Linked DNA regions of Sus scrofa: regions 1, 2, 3 and 5 are each linked to region 4. The links are chromatin contacts, called in public Hi-C maps. All regions are on one chromosome and are shown on one strand. The core of a region is the stretch at or near the end of the contact, and the rest is flanking DNA. Distances in the headings are between cores, read along the strand shown.

Region 1 (5,302 bases), core at 1,173-3,672, 3.6 Mb after region 4:
AAAATAATTTTAAAAATTAGGTCGTCGTTGCTGTTAAAAAAAAACCCACCTGAGTAAATCTGAATATCTAATTGGCTTTATTAACCAATGCACGAATCAGGCAGCATCCCCCTTGATACGCAGAAAGATGCTCCAAGGAGCTATACAAAATGGAAGACTTTTGTAGGCAGAAGGGATCATAGACAAGGAAAGAACGAATTACCTCACCTTTCTTTGGGGTGATGGAAAAAAATCTAAATGGTGTATCATCTCACTAATGCTCAACAGGAAATTCCAGATTCACTGGTTAAAGGGCACATTCCTGGGAAGCCGAGACGGTGGTTAGGTGTTAGGTGTTGTTTGCTGACATGAGGCTTGCCGCACATGACTCCATTTGGGGCCTCTCCTTTATTTAGCACTGGTTTGCTAACTAATAAGGATTCTTTTTACCCCCCATTCTTATTCTCTTACTGTCTTTTATTGATGTATAGTTGATTAACAATGGTGTGTTAATGTCTGTGGTACAGCAAAGTGATTCAGTTATACATATATACATTTTTTATATATTCTTTTTTTTTTTTTTTTTCCTTTTGAAGGGCTGCATCTGCAGGCTCATGGACGTTCCCAGGCTAGGGGTCAGATTGAAGCGGTAGTCGCCAGCCTACCCATGGCCACAGCAACGTGAGATCTGACCTGTGTCTGCGACCTACATCACAGCTCAAGGCAACGCTGGATCCTTAACCTATCGAATGAGGTCAGGGATTGAACTTTCATTCTCACGGATACTAGTCGGATTCATTACCACTGAACCACAACTGAACTCCTATATATTCTTTTCCATTATGGTTTAATCTCAGCATATTGAACATAGTTCCCGGTGTTATACGGTAGGAAAGAATTCTTTATATATTTAAGTTCAACCTCCCTTTTGGAAAAAGATATCTATCTACTTATCTATAACTACTTATCTATATCTATAGCTCTGTAGATATAGACTGATATATAGATATGATTTTTTCCCAATGTATGGCTTACATGTTCATTTTCTTTCTTTTTTTTCCCTGTTTATGGCCATACACGTGGCATACGGAAGTTCCTTGTCGGATCCCCAACCCACTGAGCAAGGCCAGGATTCGAACCTGTATCTTCAGGGAGACCATGTTGGGTTCTTGACCCGCTGAGACACAATGGGAACTTTTTTTTTTTTTTTGGCTATGCCCAATATATGTGGAAATTCCAAGGCTGAGGATGGAACTTGTGCCATATCTGACAATGCCAGATCCTTAACCCACTGAGGCACCAGGGATTTCCCAGGAAGTTTATATTAATTTTAGAGGTAAGAAATGTCAACACTTACCGTGAGGTGAGAGAGGAAATTTCATTCATTCACCAGTCGTCTACACTGTGCCTTCAGGTTTCTAGTAAAGATCCAGCCCTTGTCTCTGAGGAAAGTAACATCCGGTTGGAAGGCAGGTTACCTGGCAATCCAATGCCATAGCGAAAGTGCCTGTGATGAGGGCAGCAAAGGCCAGGGATGGGTGGAGTTCTAGCTCTTCTGGACTGGAAAGGGAGTTCTCAGAGAGGTACAGGCCAAGTAAGGGCTCTCAGGCAGTCACAAGGGATGTGAGTTCTGCAGATAATCTTGGGCTCGCAGGTGTTACGTTCTCACTTTACCACTGTGCTGGGAATCCTCCACCAGCTACCAAGTTCTGTGATCTGTTTGTGACCAACCCCACCTCTACCCCAGCAGGGATGGGGCCTCTGCCCAGGACGTGCTCTGGCTCCTGGGTTGGAAAGGGAGGAGGGGTGTGTGCTGTCCGCGGTGCTGATTCAGAGTTAAGCGCTGACTGCATCTCTGGCGGGGGGCAGGGCAGGGGGGGCTGATCACAAAGAACAGAGACCCTATGTCTGGATCCAAGAGGTTCAATATGACAGATGTGCTGGTTGGTGAGAGCTGCCTCTCGAGTCCCCGGTCTCTTGGCTCCTTTAGTTCAAGGGTCTGAGTTTCTGAAACTCTGAGTCTCTATGACACTGGGCGTGGGGACTGGTGGGTTTCAGGAATCTGAGTCTTTGGAACACTCTTCAGAAGACGGAGTGTCGACGGCTGACGCACGCGCAGAGGCCTCGGCTCTCAAACACACTGCTCCCTCTCCCCAGCCGACACGCTCAGGCGCACCATGAACCAGTCCTGCAGGGCACGCGTGCATCCAGGGCGAACCGCTCCTCTCAGAATCTCTGTACTGCGCATGTCCCATCTCCTCTTTTTACACACGCGACCAAACCTTCGGTTCCCACCGAAACCCCATCGCAGAGGGTAAAAACATTATGCTCTATAATCCCTATAAAAGCCTAGCTACAAAAATATATAATTTTAACACAGTCACTTCGCCTTTTAAGCGTCCAGCACGGTGAGAGAGCACTACCACAGCAAAATAACGCATGCGCTACGGCCTTTGCCCCCTGCGCAGGCGCAGAAAAGAAAGAGGGCGGTGCATGCGGCAGTGCATTTTGGGAGCGGTAGGCAGAGTGAAAAATGGGGCCACAAAGGTTGCTGGGAGTTGTAAGCCAAGAGGACCTGGTAACCATAAGTGCCTCAGGAGCCGTTGCATGGGATTCTGGGAGCCGTAGGCAAGGCAGCCTCCAAGGTCTTTTGGGAGTTGTAGTCTCCGGATCCACTTCCGTGCCGGAGTTCCGCGTGTCAGACGGTTTGGACGATCCACCCCCGAGTTCTCCTCAGGTGAGTATTCCCCCGCCTCGAGTTGGTCCGCCCGTGAGCGCCCGCTCTTTGTTGCGGTGTCGTCTGAGGGTTGAAGGTCTCTGTGGGAGTGATGACACTCGCCTCAGTTTTCCCAGCGCCTGTTATCCCAGAGGCCTTCTGGCCACCATCCCCCTTCGGACCCTGCGGCCTGGCCTGTCTCTGGCCCGCACCCTCCCTCCCCCCCTCAGGTTGAGTTTCGACCATTTCCCTGCCCCTGACTCTAGCTGGGTACGTCCGCATTGCCCCTACTCTGTCCTGATAGAATGATGTTACATCCCATGGGTCCTTCTGACAAGGCTGCAATCCGGAGGCATCCCTGAGGCCTGGGCCCCGTTTTCCGGGGGCATTTATCATTCCCTCATCCCTCAGAACTTTACTGAGCACCCATCCTGTGCCAAGTCCACCTCGAGGCAGGGGAGGTCAGTGGTGGAGGAAGCAGACCCTGTCCCTGCGTTTATTGGGCTTGTTGCAGGACTTACGCACAGGGAGACAGGACACCGAGACCTTTTTGCCAGGCAACAGCATATATTCGTGCCCGCACTGGCTTAGCAGGTTCATATCCAAAGGCTGAGCCTCCAACACAGTGGGGCGTGGTCTTACATATCCTCCGTTATTATGATTATTTTTTTCCCTGCTTTGGTCTCTTTGTCCCCCTTATAAGGTAACATACATTCTGTAATTTCTGAGTGGACAGTTATAGATCCATGGATTCAGGTTATGGCACCTTGTTACAGAATCGTGCATGTGCACACAGGTGCTGATGTCACATGTTGCCTTCCCTTTGTTCTCCGAGGGGACTGGGAGGGCCTTCCCCCCTCCCCCCTCCAGGCTCACAGTACAGTACACACCTGTCACCATGAAGGGTAGAGTCGAGATCCAGTGCAGATGGAGGCATACAAGGGGCTCTGCTAGCCCAGAGGGGGCTCCTGACCCAGCCTGGGGTTGATCAAGTCTTCAAAGGGAAGATGCTTAACAGGCACATCAAACCTGACCTGTCCAGATGGAGAATTCTGGTCAGCGTCATCCCCCACCCCTCCAGCCATGACTAAATGGTCCCATCATCCTCCCAGGTGCTCAGGCCAAAACCTCCAAGTCATCCCTCTTTCCTCTTTTTTTTCTCATGACCCTACCCACCACCCCAGTCCAAGTCTTGTGCCAGTCCTGAGGGTGGCTCTACCTTCAAAATAGATCCAAAATCCCACCTTTTCCTGTCCTCTACACTGCCAACCCCCTAGTCCAGGCCACTGTCATCTCACTGGCTACTGCCATAGCCTCCTCAGTGGCCTCCCTGTCTCTACCCCTGCCTGCCACTGTCTGTTCCCCACACTGCAGCCAAAGAGATCCCTTTAAAACCTAAGTTACATTATACCCCTTCTTAGGGCAAAATCCTCCCATGGCTCCCATCTCTTTCTGTATCCTGGCTTCTTAGCCTCTGACAATCTGCACAGACCCATCTCCTGCCTGGGTCTTCCTTGTTCTGTAGGCAGACTCCCGGGACCGAGTGACTGTAGATTTAGGGGGAGAAGAGAGATAAATCCAGGGTGGCTTTATGTCCTGCCTTCAGAGAAGCTGGGCGGAAGGTGGTGGGGGTCTGGGAAGACAGGGAACAGCTGGGCAAGAACAGGTTTCTGCCTGGGGGTCCGTTTGGGCACCCAAGATCCAAGGGGACCATCAGGGATCCTCAATGGGGCATCTAGAGGACCGGCCGGGTGGACTTCATCATCCAGAGTCACCCACGAGGAAAAAATGACCTGGGCAGGACCTGAGAACCATGAAGAGGACTCCAAAAGAGACTAGAGGCTGAGCAGGAGATAAACCAGGAGAGGGAGGGCGAATCAAGTCAAAGCCGGGGGAGGAGGTGGGGTGAGGAGATTTCAAGGGGTCGCTGCTCAGCTGTGACAGATGTGCCGAATGGTCACGGCCATGGGTCCTGAGGGCTGGTTGCTGGGCCCAGTGACAGGGAAGAATCCTCTGGGCAGAGGGAAGGGCACTGCGGACACTTTGCAGTAGGCGTTTCCTGGGATGCTTGAGAGTAGAGACCAGAGCGGCTGAAGGCAAGTGGGACGTGAGGTTAGAGCAAAAGGCCATAAGCTTTTAGGAAAAGTGAGGTAAGATGCTTGGGAGGATGAAGAGAAGATACAGCACTGCTGTGAAATCCGTGGATGCGGGATCAGGAGCGATGTGGAGGGCCGGCTGCAGAGTTAGGCGGATTTTAACTGCGTCCCTATCCCCCACGTTGTTCAAGGATCACTTGTGTGCGTATTACCCTCTCTTATTCTGGGAGACACCTACTCTGCGCGCATTCTGCTGGCCCTGGTCTGTTCCTGACACGGACACCATGCCGGCAGCCTTTCTGTGGGCAAGGACCCCGGCAATCCAGAATCCTCGTGTAACCCTTCTCCCCTCTCTCCCCACCCAGGAGAAGCCGTCCCGTCCCGCCTCACCTGGACCCCACGATGCCCGCCCCGCAGTGCGCCTCCTGCCACAAGGCGCGCGCAGCCCTCCGCCGTCCCCGCTCCGGCCAGGCGCTGTGCGGCCCCTGCTTCTGCGCCGCCTTTGAGGCCG
Region 2 (5,088 bases), core at 1,301-3,800, 3.1 Mb after region 4:
ATCATCTACCCCACCACCTACGTCCAGTTCTTGTCCCACGGCCGCTCCCGGGACCATGCCATCGCCGCAACCGCCTTCTCCTGCATCGCCTGTGTGGCTTATGCCACCGAAGTGGCCTGGACCCGGGCCCGGCCCGGCGAGATCACCGGCTACATGGCCACCGTGCCAGGCCTGCTCAAGGTGCTGGAGACCTTCGTGGCCTGTGTCATCTTCGCCTTCATCAGCAACCCCAACCTGTACCAGCACCAGCCAGCCCTGGAGTGGTGCGTGGCCGTGTACTCCATCTGCTTCATCCTGGCGGCTGTGGCCATCCTGCTGAACCTGGGCGACTGCACGAACGTGCTGCCCATCGCCTTCCCCACTTTCCTGTCCGGGCTGGCCCTGATCTCCGTCCTCTTCTATGCCACGGCTCTGGTCCTCTGGCCGCTCTACCAGTTCGACCAGAAGTATGGCGGCCATCCCCGGCGGTCCATGGATCCAGGCTGCGGCGACCGGCACACCTATTACGTGTGCCCCTGGGACCGACGTCTGGCTGTGGCCATCCTGACAGCCATCAACCTGCTGGCTTACGTGGCCGACCTGGTGCACTCGGCCCGCCTGGTCTTTGTCAGGGTCTGAGGCTCCGCCCAGGGGCTCCCCATCCTCTCCCCTCTTCTCAGCTGAGAGTCTCTCCCGAGTTCCGAGGTCCTCTGATGTCCTCTCTCTGGCTCCCCTCTCTCCTTCCTGACTCCTCCTGCTCTCTGATCTGTTTCCTTCACCCCTCCACCCGCTCTGCCTCCCTTCCTGTTTTGTTTGGTTGCCACATCCTGTTTGGACGCCTCTTCTTTTTTTTCATGTTCTGCGTGGGGGCTCGTTTCAGGTCCTGATCATCCTATTGGTTTTCTCTGCCTTCTTCCTGACCCGCCTCTTCCCCGTTTCCCTCTGATCCATCCCGAGCCCTGAGACATCTCCCTTCGCTGCCCCACTGCCCCCCTCCCACGTCCAAAGGTGCTGAGCCCCAGAAGGTGCTGAGCCCCACGTCACACACCCTTTTGCAGCTCTTCATCCCCTGGGCCTCCAGAGGGGCCTCATTGCCAAAGCATGCCTGCCCGTCCTGGCTGTGCCTTAGTTGGTGTGTATGTGTTTGTGCTTGTGTTTGGGGGGCGGGGGTGGGTAGCTAGGGATCGGGCCCCCTTTCTCTCAGGAGGGAGGGGTATACAATGCACCTTGCCTCCTTAAGTTCAAAAATAAAATGCTGGAGGTCAGGAATTCCCAGTGGGCTGGAGGCTTCAAGCATAGATCCTGGCGCCCTAGGCCCCACCTGGTGCTCAGCCTCGCCTGGGATTGGATCCAGAATTTTTGCCGAGCTTCCAAAAGCCCACTGCCTACAGGCCATCTTAAAGGAAGCAAGGACTGGAGGCCTTCCATCCCGGCTACTCCCTGAGGTGCCAAAAAAGGAGCTGGCAAAAAGTGCAGGGTCTTGGAGTGAAATAGGTGTGAGGGGCAGTGATGCCGCCCTCCAGCCTCAGTGTTAAAAATAGTATCTCCTGCCTTTTGCCGGAGAAGAAAAAAAATGGCCACTGCCAGCCTTAAAGCTGATATTAAGCTGATATTCTTTTTTTTTTTTTTTTTCAAAACATTTATTTCGGGGGGTGGGGAATGGTTGCTGTGCCAATGTGAAAAGAATTGCCTTGCTTGAGTGTGTGGTGCACACACGTGTTTCTGCGTGCTAGTTTGCTTTCTGCTGCTGCTTCCTGCTTCTCTGGGACTCACACGCCTAACATGATCTATATAAATGTATAAATATATATTTTATTTTTTTTTAATTCCCCGGAGCTTCTGGTTCCCATCAGGCCTTGCTGTCAATCAGAGAGAGAAGCCTTGTCCCTTCTCCCACATCCATCATGTTCATTTTTTAAAAAAACTCAATATAAAGATAAAAGAAAGACTTGTGCTTGCTTTATTATCGGGATGGGCTCCAGAAAAGAGGGCAAGGCCCAGATTCCTGCGTCTGGTAGGAGAAAGGGGCTGGAGCCAAGAGAACTTTGGTCTCATGAGGAGGGGTAGGGGAGATGGACTACCTGTGTCTGGATTTTCTAAATTACTCACTCAAATCAGGAGAGCTAGTTGGAATAGAAATGAACAAGATTTCTCCTTTGTGGAAGTTGCATGAGCACTTCAGAAATTCAGTGTTTTGTTCTCAATGTGCAGCATCTTTCCTCCAAAATCAGTGCTTTTCTGGCTCCCCACTTCTCAGGAATAAGCTCTCAGGGCTGAAAACCCAGGCACTCGTTCTTACCAGTCAGTCAGTGGCTGGTCACATACTGTCTCTTCCTCCTCTTAAATCCTATTTTTATCTGTCCCATTCTCCACAAGTTCCTTTCATTTTGTTTCATTTGAGCTATGGCCCTGGCCTCCTTCATCCCACCTCTAGCACATCCTGGCCCTCCTGGAGGGATACTCTGCTTTCAACGTCCAGATCTGATCCTGCCCTCCCCTGCTCAAATCCTTCTAGATCCTACTCCAGGTGGCCCACAGGTAATACCAACGGCCCTCAGTCAAGGCCTTCAGCATCTGATCCTGCCTGTATCCCCACTCCCAGCTCCGTTTTACCCTCAGTTCTAAGCTCCTTGACACACCTGGTCAAGAGAACACCCTGATGAGCAAATGAATTCCTCCGCAATGAATCTCTCACAGGTAATTTTGTTTCTCCGGCCTGATGAGAATCCCAAAGAAACATGAATCTGGGCAAATTCCGGGATCATGCAACCCATTTCTTGCACCACCTACATCGGCAAAAGCAATTGGGAAGAGACACTGCAAGGGAGGGAAGGGTCCCGCTGGAGAAGTGGGGGAGGGCTAACTAGAGCAGGGGCATGTCTTTGTGGTTAGGAAAAGCCTCCTTTCCATCTCTGCAGTATCCACTCCAGAATTCTGACCTACTCCAGTCCCTACCTTCTCAGAGGACATCGCGCCCCCCCACGTCTCCCCCATCCCAAGCTTGAACTCTGTCTGGAAGGCATCTGACACAGTAGCTGTAGAACCCGAGGATGATAGGCTCGTGGCTCGGGAAAGAACCCAAGCAGAACTGGAACAGAGCGCGGTGGGATTCCCAGATCGGTTGTCCGGGCCACCCCGGCCCCTATCCTCTGTCCTGGGCCTCGGCGGACGCCTTGAGGGGGGCTAGAAAGCCAGGAGACACCATGTTGGGGGGTTAGGAGAGGATTCGGATTCTTTCATCTCCCATTCGGCTTCGGGAAGCCGGACCCCGACCCCCAAAAGTCCCAAAGAAGAAGTGGGGGGTGTCCCGAATCCCCAGGCTCCACGGCAGCGCCCCGCCCCTATTCGCGGGGCGTGCCGGGAGAGGAAGTTCTCGGCCGAGTTGCGAGAACAGCCGATCCGCAGGTCCAGACTACAAGTCCCAGAATGCATTGCACCCCGCAGCCGCGGGCGGGCCATGGTTGCCCTTGGCAACAGTGCGGGTCTCCCTGGAGCCTGGACGAAGACGCTGTGGCCAGCCGGGGGAGGAATCGAGAGCCACCAGAGAGAGGCAGAGACGCAGTTGGGGCGACGGAGGGGAGAGACAGGAGGAAACCGACAAGGACAACGTTCGGAGAGACCCTGCCAACCCCCAGACAGAGACGCACAGGGCATTCCCAAGCCAGCGAGGAACAGAGACTGAATCACAGAGAGACGTGGAGGAAGGGAGGGACCCCCCAGAGACGAGAAGGAGAGCCAGAGAGACAAATAGAGTAGGTGAGGAAGGGACAAAGATAGAGCTGGGGAGGAGAGGGAGAGAGATCAACTTAAACATTTAGATAGAGACCCCCAGCGATAGAGAGAAAGAGGTAAGCACGAACAGAGAGAGATTCGTAGAGATAGGAAGGGAGAGAGACAGACACTGAAGCATCTGCAAAGACATGGACACAGAGAGGAGGGGAGAGAATCAGAGGGAAATAGAAGAGGACGTAGAGAAAGAGACAGGGAGAGAGACAGAGATTGCCTCTCAAAGAGAAAGACGCAGAGGGAGGGAGAGACAGATTCACAGAAGCAGAACCAAAGAGACAGGGAGAGGAAGAGCTTCGGGGAGACAGATGTGAAGGATTTATGAGACAGGAAGGGACAGAGGGAGACGGATCCACTGTGAGACACATAAGGAGTGAGAGACACACCCAGATCCAGAGAGGGTCATAGGATGAGTGACAAACATAAATAGGGACACAGAGTGAAGAAAACAGAGAAATGAAAGCAAATTCTCAGACCAGGACAGGTACCCAGATCCACCCAGAGAGACCGAGGGCCAAGAATACTGAGAGAACAGAGGTCAAGGGAAAGACACACACAGAAGCAGACATGGATGGTCCAGTTCACAGAAGCCCAGAGAGAAATCAAGACTCGGGTGGCAACAGAAAAAGTGAGACACCAAGCCTCCCTGCCCACCATTGGATCCCAGCACGAATACAAAGTTTGTGCAATGACAGAGTGACACAGTAAGACCCAGAGATCCGAGTGGCGTTGCAGTGGGCTAACAGGACCCACCAAGGCACCCTAGTGGGGGAGGGAGACGAGGCCGGGCGACAGATTGGGGAGGGGGCAGGGCACGGCTCGGAGGATGCCCCCTCCCTTCAGCCAGCCTCCGGAGTGGGTGTGTGCACGTGTGTGTTGGGGAGGGGAGGAGGGCATTTGTCCCTAGTCTCAAGGAGGGGGACGCCTTTAAGCCGAAACCCCGCCCCTCGGTCGTCATGGCAACGCCTTCCCCCACCCGGAGCTCCCACATTTCAGCAGGTGCCTGAGCTGGAGCTCCCACCACCGCCGCCGCCCGTGCCTCCGGCTCCTCCGCGCCCTTGCCCTCGGCTCTCCGCCCCGCTCGCCCGCTCCCCCTGGCGGAGCCGGCGCGCCCAGGGGTGCCGCTCCCAGCCTTGCGCGCTCCGCTCCTGGAGGTGCCTCGCCCCTCTTCCCACCTCGGAATTTCCCGCTGGCTCGTTCGCTCTCCCGAGTCTCCGGCACCTTGCCCTTCCACCTGTTTCCCCAGCAAAGCAGGATCCTGGTCCCTGCGACGCTCCTGGGGCCATGGCAGGCCTGGGCCCCGGCGGAGGCGATTCAGAGGGG
Region 3 (5,097 bases), core at 190-2,689, 3.3 Mb after region 4:
CAGCTCTCCAGGGTGCTTTGCACCGGTGCCTGACACATATTAGCTGTTCAGTGAATAAATAAATGGATGGAAGATTCATTCAGTTACGCAAGAAAGGCTGGGCATCTAGACAGGCAGCGGCCCGGAGGGACTGGTAATTAAGGCCAGGGGACCTCAAAACGGGGGAATCCACACTCACCTACCTGCTCGATCTCCCGGCAGCGCCGACCTAGTGCCTGATACTTCCTGCGATTTAGTTCCCGCTGGCGGCGCCGGCGGCCCCGCGCTGCCTCTTCCTCTTCATCTCGCTCCCGGAGCCCGGAGCCGCCCAGACCCCCAGACACAAACTCCACTTCTGTTTCAAGCTCGCTCTCCAGGATGTGACCACCGAACAGCGGAGGCAGCGCCAACTCTGAGCCTGGCGGCGCCGAGAACTCTTCAAAGCCCACGGCTGCCATGGTCCTGTAGGGTCAGGGGACTCAGGATCCCTGAACCTCCGCACCTAGTCCCTCCTCCCTCAGACCAGGTGCCAAGCCGCCAGCCCCCTCCTCCCTCAGACGCAGAAGTCCGGAGCCCCCAGCCCCCTCTTCCCAGGATCCACAAGAGTTTGAGCCCCAACCATTTCTTCCCCGGATCTAGGCGTCCAGGCTGCTAGATTCTCCTTCCTCAGGCCCTGGCCCCCAGCACACCCTTCCCAGGATCCAGGAATCTAGACCTCCAGACTCTTCCTCCTCGAGTATCACCGGGGCTTCCAGCCCCCCATCCCTCACTCAAATCCAGGAGTCCCGGCCCCCAACCTCGTCGTCTCTCCTATCAGGAGTCTAAACCCGTAGCTTCCCCACCCTCCACCCCCAACCCAGGAGGCTGGAATACGGACCCCAGTCCCTAAAAGAGTTCTAAGCTAAAGTGCTGCAGGAACTGCAATCCCCGTCAGTCCTCAACGCAGAAGACTGCCATTACGCAGCCGCAAGGTTTTTTGGGATTCGTAGTTTCCCCCAAAGCCACTCACCCCTCTCTCTGCTCCAGCTCCATCTCTCTCCGGCTCCGAGCGCCTCAGGCCTCAGGAGGTCCAATCTCAAACCGCTAGGTTAAATCGTTGGCAAAACTACCGGTCCCATCAGGCTTCACGGCCACCACATCCGGGACTTCGCCGCTACGCCTACTGGGAGCTGTAGTTTCCGATCTCCGGCTCCGCTCCCCAAACCGTCCAACCCCACGCCGACTCCCGGCATAAAGGCCTTGCTTTCTCGTCGAACGTCTCCACCAGTCGCCTGAGTTGCCGTCGCCTTTATTCTTGTCTTGACACCCTGTGGTCAGACTACGGCGATTCTCCGCTGATCAGACTCAGTTCACAGAGGGCCACGAGCCAAACAAGCCCCCTCTACCGCCTGCTCACCCATTCTCTGCCTAGCGGGAAGTGTTAATAAAGTTGTTGTTCCAAACGCGGCCGGGAACGACGCGGGGCGTGGGCCAATCAGAGCGCAGCTTTGCCTCGACGACGGCGCAAGGGTAAGACGTCATCAGTGAGCGTCGACCGCTGTTGGAACGCCTATTTCCTAGGAACGGTTCTGCGAGGGGGAAAGAGGTGAGTGTGATGGGGACGAGAGGAGGGCGGGAGGTCGGATTCCTGGGTCTAGAGGAGGAAGTGTGAAAGTGTCGACCGACTACCCAGAGGCTTCATATGCTCCTACAGTGTTACGGCTTTGGGGCCAAAAAAAATTTCTCAGCGCCCTTAGCGCTTTCCATGGTGCCTGGGGAGACAGGATTAAACAAGTCATTACTTAAAAAATCACCAACGTGTGAAGCGCCTTAGGGTCCACACAGGGCGCATGGGATGTGTTTCACCAAGCAACCTAGGCACTCTGGAGTGGGGTGCAGAATGTAGAATGAGAACCGAAGGATGAGGAAGGTGTTGAGCCGGTTAAAGTGAGGGGAAGAAGTTGGTGAAAGAAAAAATGTGAGAAGGACTAGTGGTGGGGGCTGCGGCTGGAGAGGTTGGCTGGAATCCAGCGAGGATGTGGTACCTGCTACGTGCCAGGTGCTGCGCTGGGCAGTGGGAGTAGCGCGCAATGAAGAGTACGGACTTAGTGCCTAGTTTCATTGAAATTTTCGCTTGATGGGGAAGATGGATATTAAACAAAATGTTAGACATTTAGAGCCTCTTAAGTGTTGAAGCCAACAAAGAGTTCATAAGATGTATAACAACAGCGGGTTAGGCTCTAGTCTTGGTGTCGGAGAAGATCCACGCTGCAGGAAATAGCATCTGTGTCCCTACTTTAGGGATGAAAAAGTTATATATTCAGAGACTCAGAGAGAGGAGACCATATTGAGGTGGGTTAAAGGATTACATAAAATTGCTCATTCACTTATTTACTGAATCTTTCTTCCTTTCTCCTTCCCTCCTTTCTTTTCTTTCTTTCTTTCTTTCTTTTGGCTGTACCGGTGACATAAGGAAGTTCGAGGCCAAGGATCAATCTGAGCCACGCAGTTGTGGCAACGCTGGTTACTTAACCTACTGCAACCAGAGGGAACTCCCTGCCGATTATTTCCTGAATACCTAGTATATGGTAGATATTCTGCTAGTTGGTGGAGATACAGAGATGAACAGACAGATACGGTCCCTAGTTTTGCTTAGTTTAGTGAGGAAACAGAGGATAAGAAGAGATACTTGTGGAGTTCCCATCGTGGCTCAGTGGAAAGGAATCTGACTAGCATTCATGAGGATGCAGGTTCGCTCCCTGGCCTCACTCAGTGGGTTAAGGATCCGGCATTGCCAGGAGCTGTAGTGTAGGTCGTAGATGCAGTTTGGATCTGGCGTTGCTTCGGCTGTGGTGTAGGCTGGCAGCTGTAGCTCCGATTCCACCCTCAGCCTGGGAACCTCCATATGCCACACGTGCGGCCCTAAAAAAAGACCAAAAAATATATATATAGAGAGAGAGAGATACTTGAGTCTTCTATTCGGAGAGTGGATTATATTCTGTAAGGGAAGAGTTCCTTAATTGAAAGTGAGGAGAGTTTTAGAGAAAGTTGTATGTGAAATAACATAGGTGCGTTTACCAGGAAAAGCTGTGTCCTATAACTAGAAGTGAGTATTAAGGGGGCATTCCATCTTGGGGAGATGGGAGATTATGAGGGAAGACATCTCAGAGGCAACTGAACAGCCAGGGGTCCTAAACCAGCAGCTCAGCGGCCAAATCTTTCCTGTAATCATTTTGTTTGGGCTTGTACTGCGGTGATTTGTTTTTGTTTTGGGGGTTTTTTGCTCTTTAGTGCTGCACCCGAGGCATGTGGAGGTTTCCGGGCTAGGGGTTGAATAGTAGCTACAGCTGTCAGCCTGTACCACAACCACACCCACATGGGATATGAGCCAGGTCTGCGACCTACACCACAGCTCACAGCACCGCTGGATCCTTAACCCACTGGTAGAGGCCAGGAATCGAACCTGCATCCTCATGGATACTAGTCGGGTTTATTAACCACTGAGCCACGATGAGAATTCCTATTTGTTTTTTTGTTTTTAAGAGGAGTTCCCTGGTAGCTCAATAGGTTAATAGGTGTTGTCACTGCTATGGCTCTGGTTGGATCCCTGGCCCTGGAACTTTGCCATGCTGTGGGCACGGCCAAGTAAGTAAGTAAATAAATAATGAAAATGAAACTTTTCAGGAGTTGCCACTGTGGTGTTGTGGGGATCGGAAGCATCTCTGCAGCTCAGGATGCAGGTTCAATCCCTGGCCTGGCACAGTGGGTTAAAGGACCTAGTGTTGCTACAGCTGTGGCTTAGGTCAGAGCTGTGGCTCAGCTCTAATGCCTGGCCCAGGATCTCCATATGCCATGGGGCAGCCAAAAAAGAAAAGGAAGAAACTGTTCAAACTGGGAGGGATGAAAATTCAGAACTTCTTACTTTTCTTGAAAGAAATCAGAAAAGCTGGCAGCCTGGAGCCCACGTTGCCACTCCCTGGGCGTGTCTTCAGCCTTTACACTGGGCATAATCCCTGGTTCTCCAGGCTTCTGTCCTCCCTGGGGCCCAGCCCCCAGCAGACCTCACTCACTTAGGTCACCCACTTCGCCTCTCTGGACATGGGTGTTTGCTGCCTGTTTGTCTTTTGGAAAGAGGAAAAATCCAGAAAAAGGGAAAGGTTTCTTATTAAAAGGAACAAAAGAAGCCCTGGGAGGCCAGATTGTGGTGGGGACTGTGCCTCGTTGAGCAGTGCTTCCCAACCTTTTCCACTGCGTGGGGCTCGCAGAAAACACGACGGATCGCGCAGCACCTGGGGTCAATGAAGAGCTGCCCGGGGCCCAAGGTGATCGGCTTGGGGGCTCTAGGCATGGTGGGCCCCACCGGTTTAGGACATCTGTCACCCGTTTGGGGCCCACACATGGTGGGGAGGGGCACCTGCTACAGCCGGAGAGAAGAGGATGTGTGGAGAGGCGCACCCGCCAAGCGGAGGGAGTATTTCTCGTCCTAGTGAGGTGGCAGAGTGAGGCTGTGCAGTGTCCTGCTCGTGAAGTGAGGGTGAGGAGGGTGGGCAGAGGAAGTTGAGACCGGAGACCCTCTGGGTCTGGGAGGTATTTCCTGGGCACCTGCTGTATGCCAGGCGCAGTTAGGAGCTGGAGAACAAAGCAAGTGAATGTCCCCGTTCTTGCGGAGCTTGCCGGCCAGCGGGGCCCGTCAAGGACCTGGGCCTTCTGGCGGGGGAGGCCCTCTCCGTGATGAGGGGGAACCGTGCTCTCCCAGCCCACAGGCCTTGGCATGTCGCTGGCGGACGAGCTCCTGGCTGACCTTGAGGAGGCGGCAGAGGAGGAGGAAGGGGGAAGCTATGGGGAGGAGGAGGAGGAGCCGGCAATCGAGGATGTGCAGGAGGAGACACAGCTGGATCTCTCCGGGGACTCGGTCAAGAGCATCGCCAAGCTGTGGGACAGCAAGATGGTGAGAGGAGCTCCCGGGAGGGCGGGGTGACACGGCCAGTAGCTGCTTCCCGGCAAGTCCTGGCTTCTGACCTTCCTCCTCCCTGAGCAGTTTGCTGAGATCATGCTGAAGATCGAGGAGTACATCAGCAAGCAGGCCGATGCCGCGGAAGGTAACCCCCCCGACAGCCCTCCCCGCTCTTCTCCAGCACC
Region 4 (4,972 bases), core at 1,727-4,226:
CCAAGTCTTGTGCTGGGAGATGCCAGGGACACAGACCTGAAGCAGACCCAAGTTTGGCCATCAGGAAACTTATAGTCCAATGTGGGAGACAGACACAGTCACCACAGTGTGATCTGAGCTCTAATAGAGGGGGTCCAGTTGTGGGAACACAGCTCTGGCTGGAAGGAATGGGGAGTCAGAGTTTTCCAAGCAGAAGTCCTGCACTAACATGTTTATTTATATATTAAACATCTCTTGGAGTTCCTACTGTGGTGCAGTGGGTTAAGAACCTGGCTGAAGGGAGTTCCTATCATGGCTTAAGTAGTTGATGAACCTAACTAGCATCCACGAGGGTGTGGGTTCGATCCATGGATTCGATCAGTGGGTTAAGGATCTGGGGTTGCCGTGAGCTGTGGTGTAGGTGGCAGAAGCGGCTTGGATCCTGCGTTGCCGTGGCTGTGGCATAGGCCAGCGGCTACAGCTCTGATTTGACCCCTAGCCTGGGAACCTCCATGTGCCCCAGGTGCAGCCCTAAAAAAAAGCCAAAAATAAAAGGGAGGCGGGTTCTTTTGTGTAAATAACTCTTCCAAGGACAGCTGAAGTAACTGAAATAAGAACTGACTTCTAATATGCCACCTCATTTTTCTTAGGAGGACGGGAGGGAGTCAGCTTGATACTTTGTAAATGTTCTCAGCACATCCCTTTATTTGAACTGTCTTTATGATGCAGAGGAGTGTTTGTCTTTCTGCCTGTCGCAGGGGAAGAGGGACCAGTCCCTTCTAATCTTTCTGAGGTTATTTTCATCAGCCTGAGGAGGGCCTGAGGTTCCAAGGTTAAGCATCAAAATTCCAGTGTTAGCATTCAGAGAAAACAGCAGGCTTGAGCAGTGAAAAAGCCTTCACCAAGGAAAAGAGACGTGCAGAAGAGAATTTAACGAGTGGAATATGAAAATGCCTGTACAGAGCCAACAGCGCCTGCCTGTGAGAAAGGCATGTACAGCAGCTCCACAACTCAAGAGGCAGAGAGGAAGAGAGCTAGCCCAGGTCCCAGAGCTAGGAAGTGGGTGGAGTCAAGACTCAAACCCGGGCCTGGCTAAATCAGAGCTGGTATTAACCATTTGTCATAAAGAGGTGAAAAGTCTAAATATAGCCGTCAGAAGTAAAGATTGCCAATAGAGCTTGTGGTGGGAACACATCCCATCGTAGGTTGTGGGGGTTAAGTGGAAATTCCATATTATGTCTCCCAAATGAATAAAGGCCGCAAACAGATAGACGCTCTACACCAAAGCTTACAGACACCATAAACACGAGCACCCAAATCAGGTTGCATTCAACTGCAGACGCGATCACAAAACACCCAAAAATCACCGTTTCGCGCAGGCACAGAAATATACATAACCACAGATGGATGATTAATCTCCCTGGGTGTGTAGGTTGAGTGGGACTCAACATCCCAAGAGCTCCCAGGACTGGATCCCCTTCGTGCCCATCCCCACGGTCTCCAGATCTCATGGGATGGATTTGCAGTTTATTTCTTTGCACAGTCCCCCCAACCCACCCCCAAGGACCTCAGAGCCTGTATGTAGGCTGCTCTGACATTCCTTGGAAGAAAAAGAATCTCGCCTGTGTCTGCATTTCAGCACTTTTCTTTGCGATTTTTAGGGGTCTTTGTTCGGGTCTCAAAGTGCGTACCTCTTTCCCAATGAGGATTCAGGTGCAAGGTACTTAAGACGGGGATAGTTTTCTTTTTTCTTTTTTCTTTTCCTTTTGCTCTTTAGGTCCCCACCTTCAGCATATGTAAGTTCCCAGGCTAGGGGTTGAATGGGAGCTGCTGGCCTACCCCACAGCCATAACAACTCAGGGTCCGAGCTGCGTCTGCGACCTGCACCACAGCTCACGGCAACGCCGGATCCTCAATCCACTGAGCAAGGCCTGGAATCGAACACGCAAGCTAAGGTTCATTTCTTGCTTTATGGTGCTACGTACTAGCCCGCCACATCAACTAGAACGCCTCATCTGGACTACAAATCCCAGCATTGCTTGCGAGGATATAGAGCCCGGCCTACACTTCCCAGCGTGCTCCACGCCTCAGGGTGATTGCAATGGCAGAGAGGGCCAGTTTAAGGCTCTGCGGGCATTTTCATTTGTGGATCCTACCTCGCAGGTTCCCTTCCCGATGTGATCCAGGGGTTACTCGGGGACTCTGGACTTATCTTGCCCTCGAATCTTATTTCTTGGGGTGTTTGGGGGCTCTGCCTAGGACTACATTTCCCAGCGCGACCAGCGGCCCATTGTCATGACCTTTGTACCGCATACATAATTTCCCAGCATGCCCTGGGCGGTCACCCAGGAAGGCTTGCAATTTTCTTGATGATCCAAGGGTTGCGGACTCAATTTCCCATAGTATCCTGGTGTTTCCCACGACCTAGAGAATCCGTTCTCTCATTCATTCATTCATTCAAAAAACTATTTCCGATCGCGTTCTACTAGGTACTGGGAACAAGGAAAGCACACAACACAAAAATCCCGGTCTTCCTGGGGCTTATTTCTTGTTGAAGGGCGCGACAAACCCAAAGTAAATAAAGTACATGACATGAAAAAGGGGAAAACGGAAAACTTCTGTACTTTTCGGGTTGTCGAGTCCATTTCCTAGTAGGTCCCCGGGGGCCAGCCCTTCGTCACCTGGATGCTGCGAACGGCATTTCCTGCATGCCCTGGGGCCGACCTCCCGCCTGTAGACTCCACTTCCCAGCACGCCAATCAGATTTCCTTTTGACACCGCGGAGCTGCGAATTTCCCAGTGTGCCTCGGGGCGGGACTATTGCAGAGATCCATTTCCGTTTATGGACTCCACTTCCCAGAGTTCCCCGCGGTCCGCCCTCAGGCGGTTGCCGGTTGCCTCTCCAGCCTGTGGACTCCATTTCCCAGCGGGCCCCGAGTCGGCGTGGTGACGTCACGTGCCGGGCGGGGACCGGTAGATCCTCTGGCGGCGCGGGGCGGGACGCAATTCCCGGCGGCCCGGAGGAGGGCGGGCGTCGGCGACGCCTCGGAGCTGGTCGCTCGCTCGCTCGCTCGCTCGCTTCTTACCTGGCGGGCGAGCGGGCGGCGCGATGTCGGGCGAGGATGGCCCAGGGGCGGGCCCGGGGGCGGCGGCGGCGGCAGCCCGTGAGCGGCGGCGGGAGCAGTTGCGGCAGTGGGGGGCGCGGGCAGGCGCCGAGCCGGGCCCCGGGGAACGGCGCGCCCGTACCGTGCGCTTCGAGCGCGCCGCCGAGTTTCTGGCGGCCTGCGCGGGTGGCGACCTGGACGAGGCGCGCTTGATGCTGCGCGCGGCCGACCCCGACCCTGACGCCGAGCTGGACCCCTCCGCCCCGCCGCCAGCCCGCGCCGTGCTCGACTCCACCAACGCCGACGGCATCAGCGCCCTGCACCAGGTCAGCGCCCCCGCCCGGGCTCCGATCCGCCCTGGGTCTGCGCTGCCTCGAGCACCCTCCCTCCCAGTCCAGAGTCACCCTTGCCAGTCGTGGTCTGCACCGTCGATGCTGCCCCGGTCCTTTATCATCCCGTGCTGAGTCCTTTTCCCATCCCACCCACCTGGAGCTCCCCTCTTCCAGTCCTGAGCCACTTGAACTGGCCTGGTTTTTGCCATCCTGCGCTGCCCTCTCTCCGGACTCGAGCCACTGCTGAGGGCCTCAGGCCAGTCCATCCTCGTCTTGTCTCTTTCGCCCTGCTCTTTCCCCACCTTGAGCGCTCTTAACCAGCCTGGCCCGTGCCACCTCTACTCTGCCATCGAATGCTGCCCCACTTTCTCGAGTCCGCCACTTCTCCCAGCTTCACCGGTACCCACTGTTTCCCCTAGTCCAGGCAGGTACCACTTTCCCTGAGCGTCCTCCTCCTCTCTTCTGGGCCTGTGCTGCTTCTTTTCCCGCTCTCTGGCCTGGGCCGTTTCTTCGGCCAGCCCCCGAGCCTTCCATGCCCTTTCCTTCAGGTTTCTGCTCTTCATCCTTGGTCTCTGCCATCTGTTGCCATGTAAGGGTGCTCTTTCCTGAGCCATCGCCCTCAAGGCGCTCTGCTCCTCAAGTGGATGCTTCCCTCGCCTGGCTCACCTCCTGCTCTCTCTCCTGCCCCCTTCACCTGCGTGCCCTCCTCATTCTCCCTCTGTGCCACCTCTGGCCTTGCACTGTAGGCTCTCTCTTGGGGATGTTTCTCTTTCTCCACACACTTCTCTTTCACTCTGTCCTCTTGCTTTGTGTGGGCCTGCAGCGTTACCCTTTTTTCTGGGCACACTCAGAGCACCCTCCTCTTTCTGGTTCTGGGCCACCTGTCTGTCCTCGGGTCATCTTGCTCTCTCTGCCTGGATGCCCTCCTGTGGCTTTGGGCAGCTTCTCCCTCCTTCAGAGTGCACCGCCAGTTCTCCTAGGCCCGGTCACTTCCCCTTCCCAGGGGACCTAGAGCCCTGCTAGGTCCTCTCTCTCCACAACCTGGGCCCCCAAACCTTTCCAAAACACCTTGCTTTCTGCCTCCATTGGTCTTGTGTTCCAGAGCCAGAGTCACTATATGTCCCAGAACCAGGATTCCCTCTGGTTCTGAGGGCTTTTATCGCATCCCCTGCCTGGCTGCAGTGGGTCTTTGGGGACAGGCCACAGAAGAGCCTCTACTCCTCCCTCTGTCCCCGAGGCTGTCTCCCTCCCAGTCTTCCCAGCTCAGGCCAGTCCCCAGGCCTCTCTTCCCTGCCAGAGCCCGTCAGGTTCGGTTACTTTGGGGCCCAGAGAGGACCCTGTGAAGGAAGCGTGGGTAGGGGCACGGGAATGGGGAGGATGCCTGAAGAGGCCCCCTTAGCCAGAAGAGGAGCAGAAGAGGAGCAGGTACCCAGAAGAGGAGCAGTTCAGGGAAATAGAAGAGTCCCGAGCTCTTTTTTTTTTTTTTTTTTATTTCTTTTCTTTTCTTTTCTTTTTATGGCAGCATCCGTGGTATATGGAGGTTCCCAGCCTAGGGGT
Region 5 (5,040 bases), core at 217-2,716, 3.4 Mb after region 4:
GGCGCCTGTCTACCTGTGCTGGAATCTGGGTTTCCCAGTGGGCTCTTACCTTGGAGGTTGGCACTTCTCTTTCTCTTTTTTTTTTTGGTTGCATCTATGGCACGTGGAAGTTCCTGGGCCTGGGATCGAACCTGTGCCATGAGCCACAGCAGTGAGAACACCAGATCCTTCACCCGTTGCGCCACCAGGGAACTCCCAGGACTTCTTTTAGTTGCCCAGGAGGTGGGCGCACAGGGCAGAACCAGCCCTGTGGGGAGTGAGGCCTCTTGGGCTTCTCTGTGGGTCTCTTTCTGGCACACTGGGTCCTGAGACCTCTCTGGGACTCCCCTGTCATCACCTGGGATTCTGTGTATCTTTGGACCCCAGTCCCTCCCTCAGCCCAGGGCTTTGTCTCTGGACTGCAGTGGCCCTCTCTCAATTTCTCCCTTCCCTCACCTGAAAGAGTCTGCATACCTGGGAGTTTCATGCATTCTTTCTTTTTTTTGGGGGGGAGGGGGGAGGTTTCCAGGGCTGCACCCACAGCATATAGAAGTCCCCAGGCTAAGGGTCAAAACGGAGCTGCAGTTGCCGGCCTACACCACAGCCGCAGCAACCCACTGAATGGGGACCAGGGATCAAACCCAAATCTTCATGGATACAGTCGGGTTCATTACCACTGAGCCATAACGGGAACTCCTAGGAGGTTCTTTCTAATGGCCAAATTACCCCAGGTCACACAGCTCATTCCCCAGGTTTATCCCTGAACTTTTAAATCAGCCTTGCTTAGAAGTGACCCACCTTTGGGAGTTCCCGTCGTGGCTCAGTGCTTACTGAACCTGCCTAGCATGCATGAGGATGCAGGTTCGATCCCTGGCCTCACTCAGTGGGCTAAGGATCCGGTGTTGCCGTGAGCTGTGGTGTAGGTCGCAGATGCGGCTCAGATCTGGCGTTGCTGTGGCGTGGCTGTGGTGTAGGCCAGCAGCTACAGCTCCGATTCGACCCCTAGCCTGAGAACCTCCATATGCTACAGGTACGGCCCTAAAAGACAAAAAAAAAAAAAAAAAAAAAAAAGTGACCACCTTTGCCGATCTCTGCCTATGCGTGTGCCAGGGAAGGGCAGTCTGTGCACAGCTCTTCAGAGTCCCCTTCTCCCCTGGCCAGAAGGAATCTAACAGGAGGCCAGGGACATGGAGGTGGGAGTCTCCAGAAGGAATCTGAGTCACCTGGCCCTACCGTTCTGCATACCCTTGGAGTTTTTCAAAGGTTAACATGCTTCAGAATTGCCTGGAAGGACTCTCGAACTGGGTTTCAGAGCCCAGAGTGTCTGACCAAGTTGGTCTATGGCGGGACTCAAAGCGGTGCATTTCTAACCACTTCCCAGGTGGTGGTGATGTTGCTGGATGCAGGGACCCTACTTTGAAAACCACTAGAAAATTCCCTACCAGATGAGCTGCGTGTTGGAATCAACTCCGGGGTCTTTAATCACTCATGTCTGGTTCCCTTCCCGAGAAACTCTGATGTAATCAGTCTAGGGCAAGGCCTGGGTATCTGGATTTTTTTTAAGCCCTCAGGTGATTCTCGTGTGCAGCTAAGTTCGTGAACAACTGCCCTGGGCCCTTGCTACTTAAAAAATGTGAACTGTGGGTATCAGCGTCACCTGGGAATCTGTTAGAACCGCAGAATCTGCACTTGACAAATCTCCCAGCGACTCCTGAGACATCTAAAAAGCACTGCTCCATCCAGAGACCACACTTTGAATAACAGGACTTTGCTGCATCACTAATAATCACCCAGGAAGTTTGTGAAAATGCAGATCCCTGGGCTTTATTCCCCAGGTCTGTGTGGGCCCAAGAACAGTGCATTTTTACAAGAATGGTCTGCCTGCAGTGGGCGACTCTGATGCAGGACCGCCCATGCATCTCCCTGGGATTTACCTCACTTTCCTCCACCTAAAGGAGATGAGCATGTCTGACTTGCCGTCTTGACTGTGTGACCCAGGGCAAACGCCTCCCGGATAGTAAAGCACCAGTACTTTGCAAGCCTCAACCGCAAGTCATTCCCCGTGTTCATCCGTGTGTTCATTCAATGCAAACGGTTGCCAAGCGCTGGGCATTCAAAAATCCGGAGGGGGCGTCTCAAATAACCACGAAAATGACGGTATACTTGCAAAAGTAGATTTTCATGAACAGTGCTCGTGAGCCATCAGCAAGGGAGGCCAGGGAGAGAAAACCACCGAGGTGAGGTCTGACCGGTGTTAGGAGACAACCGTGAAGGGGCACGGGGAATCTCATCTGTACCTTCTGCAGCGCCCTCACAGCGCCAAGCAAACGGAGGTGCAGAGGAGTTACTGTTCCACGGTCACGTCACCACTCAGGGGAAGAACAAAAACTATGCCTCCACAGCGCTTCCCAACCAGTTCAGCTATGCGTGGTGCCGGTGACTTGGGACATTGTCTTTGGCTTCCTTCCTTCTTTTTCTTCCTTCTTCTGAATCTCAGAGGCATGCCAAATACAGGCACCTGGAGAAGACACTGCGGCTGACAGGGACAGGCCTGGCCCGCCAGGACACAAGCGAGGCGGAAGGATGCACCCGGGTCCCAAGCCTGCCTGCTATGCCTGGTTTCACACGCCTTAGGAGCGGGTGCCGCCCACTCGCCACACTATTGGACACGTTGCGGTGAAAGATAACAGGGCCGTCGAAGGGGGAGGGGGTGGATCCTCTTGCCCGGCTCCTCCCTCTCGGCCCAGAGGCTGTCTCGATTGGCAGAAGACTTCAGCTTGGCCCCGGCTTTGAAAGCACCTGTCCGTCTCCCATTAGGTACGCGGCCTTTAACGCCCACTCTCCATGCCTTCCTCCGCTTTCCCCACCCACTTCCCGGACCAGCCAATGGTTTCTGGGCAGAATATTCCCCCACGGCCAATTGAAAACAGCTCCAAACTTGACGGACGACTTCCCGCCCTCAATCAGCCTAGCTCCTCCCCCCGACCAATTGGCTTAGGAGAGGGGGGCGGGTGTACCCAATCAGCACGACACAGGCCTCCGGATTGACGCACGAGTCCTCGCGCTGGCGTGTTGTGCCCTGAGGCGGGAGGAGGAGGAGGAGCGGGGAAGAAAACCTGAGCCAATCCTAGCAGCCTGCGCAGGAGGCCAATCGAACGCCGCGCCTTGGAGCGATCACCCAATCGGCGAGAGGGGGCCGGCCGCATCTCCGCCAAGAACCAATAAAGCGCGCCCGGGGGACAAGAGCGACGTGCGACCGGAGCAATGATAGGCCTATATTCAGGGCTCGGGGGCGGGTCGGCGCCAGAGACGAGAAGAGAGGAGGGGAGGCCTCCTCCGCCGCCGCCATCTTGGACCGGGCCCGGTCAGCTTCCGCGGAGCCATCGGCAGACGCCGCGGCCTCCCTTGAGCCCCGACCCCGTCGTCAGAACAACCCCGGGCCCACTTCCCCCCACCCCACTTCCGCTCCGCTCCGCTATCGCGATAGCGCCCGGGCCCGGGGCGCGAGAAAAAGGCGGCGGGCGCTCGCCTCCCCGCCTGTCGCGATAGGCTCCTCAGCGGCGGCGCCAGCTCCTGTGGTGAGAGCGTCAGGCTCGACTGGGCCGGACCCCTTCCCCTCCTCCCCCGGCGCCGTCGGCCGCCTCCCCCGCCGCCTCCCGCCCCTGCGACCCCGCCGCCTGTCGCGACATGGCCGCCCCCGTTCCCGCCCCGTGCGGCCCCGGCGCTCGCCGCCGCCCGGCGGTGCGCGGCCCCCGCCGCCGCTCCCTCCTCCACGCCCCTCGGCGGCGCCCGGGGGTCGTCCCGCGACCCCGGCCCCGCGCGGCGTCCGTGTCGGGCCCCCGTGGGGTGTGAGGGTGCGAGGTGCCGCCCCTCTCCGCGTCGGTATTGGCGCCTCGCTGGAAGGACAGGGGCGCCTCCGGGCGAGGCTGCCCCTTCGTGTGGTGTGGGGGCTGCGAGGACCCCTGCGAGGGCAGGGGCTCGCCCTTCCCGGGGCCAGGCTCCCCTCCCGCCGTGGCGGCCTCTCCTCTCTTTGGGGATGCGCTGGGGGACGAACTCCCTTGGAGTGAAGATGCCAGCTCCACGCGTCGGAGCCCCAGCCCAAGTTTCCGTCTCTGTGCTGACAAGTCCCACAGCCCAGGCTCTCGGCTCTGGGAGTCGGGACTGCCCTCGGCGTTACCTGCTTCTTCCGGCCTCCGCCTGACTCCCTGGGTCTGGGTATCCGCCTCTGGCTGGCTGCTTGTGAGCTGTCCTGGATCCAGACTCTGCCCGCTTTGGCTGTGGGTTTCCTCTCGATGTCACTTCCACCTCGAGGTCCCTGTGGTGCGGTTGTCGATGTCCCCTGGGTCTCAGGCACCTGGTCCTCTCTTGGTGGCATGTCCCAAGTTCCCGCTTTCTCCTCGTTGTTAATCTGCTGGGGGCAGCCGAGCGTCCCTGCCTCTCAGCTCAGGGGCTGTCACCTCCCCCAAGACGGATGCTCCTGCCCTTTTGGTACCGGTGTTTTGACACTCTCTGCCACTGCCTCACCGTGTAGGCTGTCACATCCCTCAGGCTGAAGCTTCAGCCCCAGCGTGGGAGCGTCATCTTTCCAGGGGGCAAGGATCCCACCCCCTCGGTGTTGGTCTTGGGCTCCTCCCTGTGGATGTGTGAGCTTCCCAGCACTGAAGAACCCTTGTGGTGGGAGTGGTTGTAGAACCGGGGCTCACGCCTCTCCGCACCCGCCCTGCTGGAACCCCCTAAGAGGGTCAGGCTCGTTTGATCTGAGGTGCCCACGCTGTGAGGTGTGGCGTTTTGGGGACTGGAGTCATGCCTTGTTTCCAGGGTAAGGAACCTTTCTCGGTGTCACCTCCTCCAGGGGTAAGGTTCCTGCCTTCGTTGGTATGGGCATTGGTCACTCTTGGCCTTGAGGTGTCCACGCCTTTCTGTGTGCCCCCCACGGAGGAGCTAAGGACCCTCTCAGGTGTTAGTGCCCAAGGGCTCATGCTTCAGCCTCCTGCTTGGGAGGCCCTACTGTGCGCGACCAGGCTTCTGCCCTCTTTCCTGAGGCACAGGTTTCTTGCTGGG

The links. A called contact is a pair of places that touch in the nucleus more often than the background predicts.
Region 1: a contact with region 4 is called in a Hi-C map of skeletal muscle, with 13 times the contacts expected there. The contact joins the promoter of LOC110261034 here to the promoter of PPP1R12C in region 4. A contact is called at or near these places in 2 of 47 Hi-C or Micro-C datasets (liver and skeletal muscle).
Region 2: a contact with region 4 is called in a Hi-C map of liver, with 3 times the contacts expected there. The contact joins the promoter of PRKCG here to the promoter of PPP1R12C in region 4. A contact is called at or near these places in 2 of 47 Hi-C or Micro-C datasets (liver and skeletal muscle).
Region 3: a Hi-C map of liver shows a contact between it and region 4, with 3 times the contacts expected there. The contact joins the promoter of PRPF31 here to the promoter of PPP1R12C in region 4. A contact is called at or near these places in 1 of 5 promoter capture datasets (liver) and 5 of 47 Hi-C or Micro-C datasets (heart right ventricle, liver, retroperitoneal adipose tissue and 1 more).
Region 5: a Hi-C map of liver shows a contact between it and region 4, with 4 times the contacts expected there. The contact joins the promoter of CNOT3 here to the promoter of PPP1R12C in region 4. A contact is called at or near these places in 1 of 5 promoter capture datasets (liver) and 2 of 47 Hi-C or Micro-C datasets (liver and skeletal muscle).

What each region holds. Positions count from the first base shown.
Region 1 is chr6:55,742,984-55,748,285 of Sscrofa11.1, reverse strand. LOC110261034 (myeloid cell surface antigen CD33-like) reads right to left here and starts at 2,422. Exons shown (of 6, transcript XM_021094852.1): 1 at 1,337-2,422. The coding sequence starts at 1,361. CTU1 (cytoplasmic tRNA 2-thiolation protein 1) reads left to right here and starts at 2,543. Exons shown (of 4, transcript XM_021094859.1): 1 at 2,543-2,716; 2 at 5,157-5,302. The coding sequence starts at 5,194.
Region 2 is chr6:56,233,145-56,238,232 of Sscrofa11.1, reverse strand. PRKCG (protein kinase C gamma type) reads left to right here and starts at 2,550. Exons shown (of 19, transcript XM_021094907.1): 1 at 2,550-4,393. It overlaps MYADM (myeloid-associated differentiation marker), which reads left to right. Exons shown (of 6, transcript XM_021094908.1): 6 at 1-1,927. The coding sequence ends at 618.
Region 3 is chr6:56,007,849-56,012,945 of Sscrofa11.1, reverse strand. PRPF31 (U4/U6 small nuclear ribonucleoprotein Prp31) reads left to right here and starts at 1,439. Exons shown (of 14, transcript XM_003127413.5): 1 at 1,439-1,564; 2 at 4,715-4,906; 3 at 4,997-5,057. The coding sequence starts at 4,730. TFPT (TCF3 fusion partner) reads right to left here and starts at 1,450. Exons shown (of 6, transcript XM_021094886.1): 1 at 989-1,450; 2 at 183-441. The coding sequence starts at 1,011.
Region 4 is chr6:59,345,181-59,350,152 of Sscrofa11.1, reverse strand. PPP1R12C (protein phosphatase 1 regulatory subunit 12C) reads left to right here and starts at 2,976. Exons shown (of 20, transcript XR_002344812.1): 1 at 2,976-3,409.
Region 5 is chr6:55,989,566-55,994,605 of Sscrofa11.1, reverse strand. It overlaps CNOT3 (CCR4-NOT transcription complex subunit 3), which reads left to right and starts at 1,466. Exons shown (of 18, transcript XR_002344772.1): 1 at 1,466-3,557.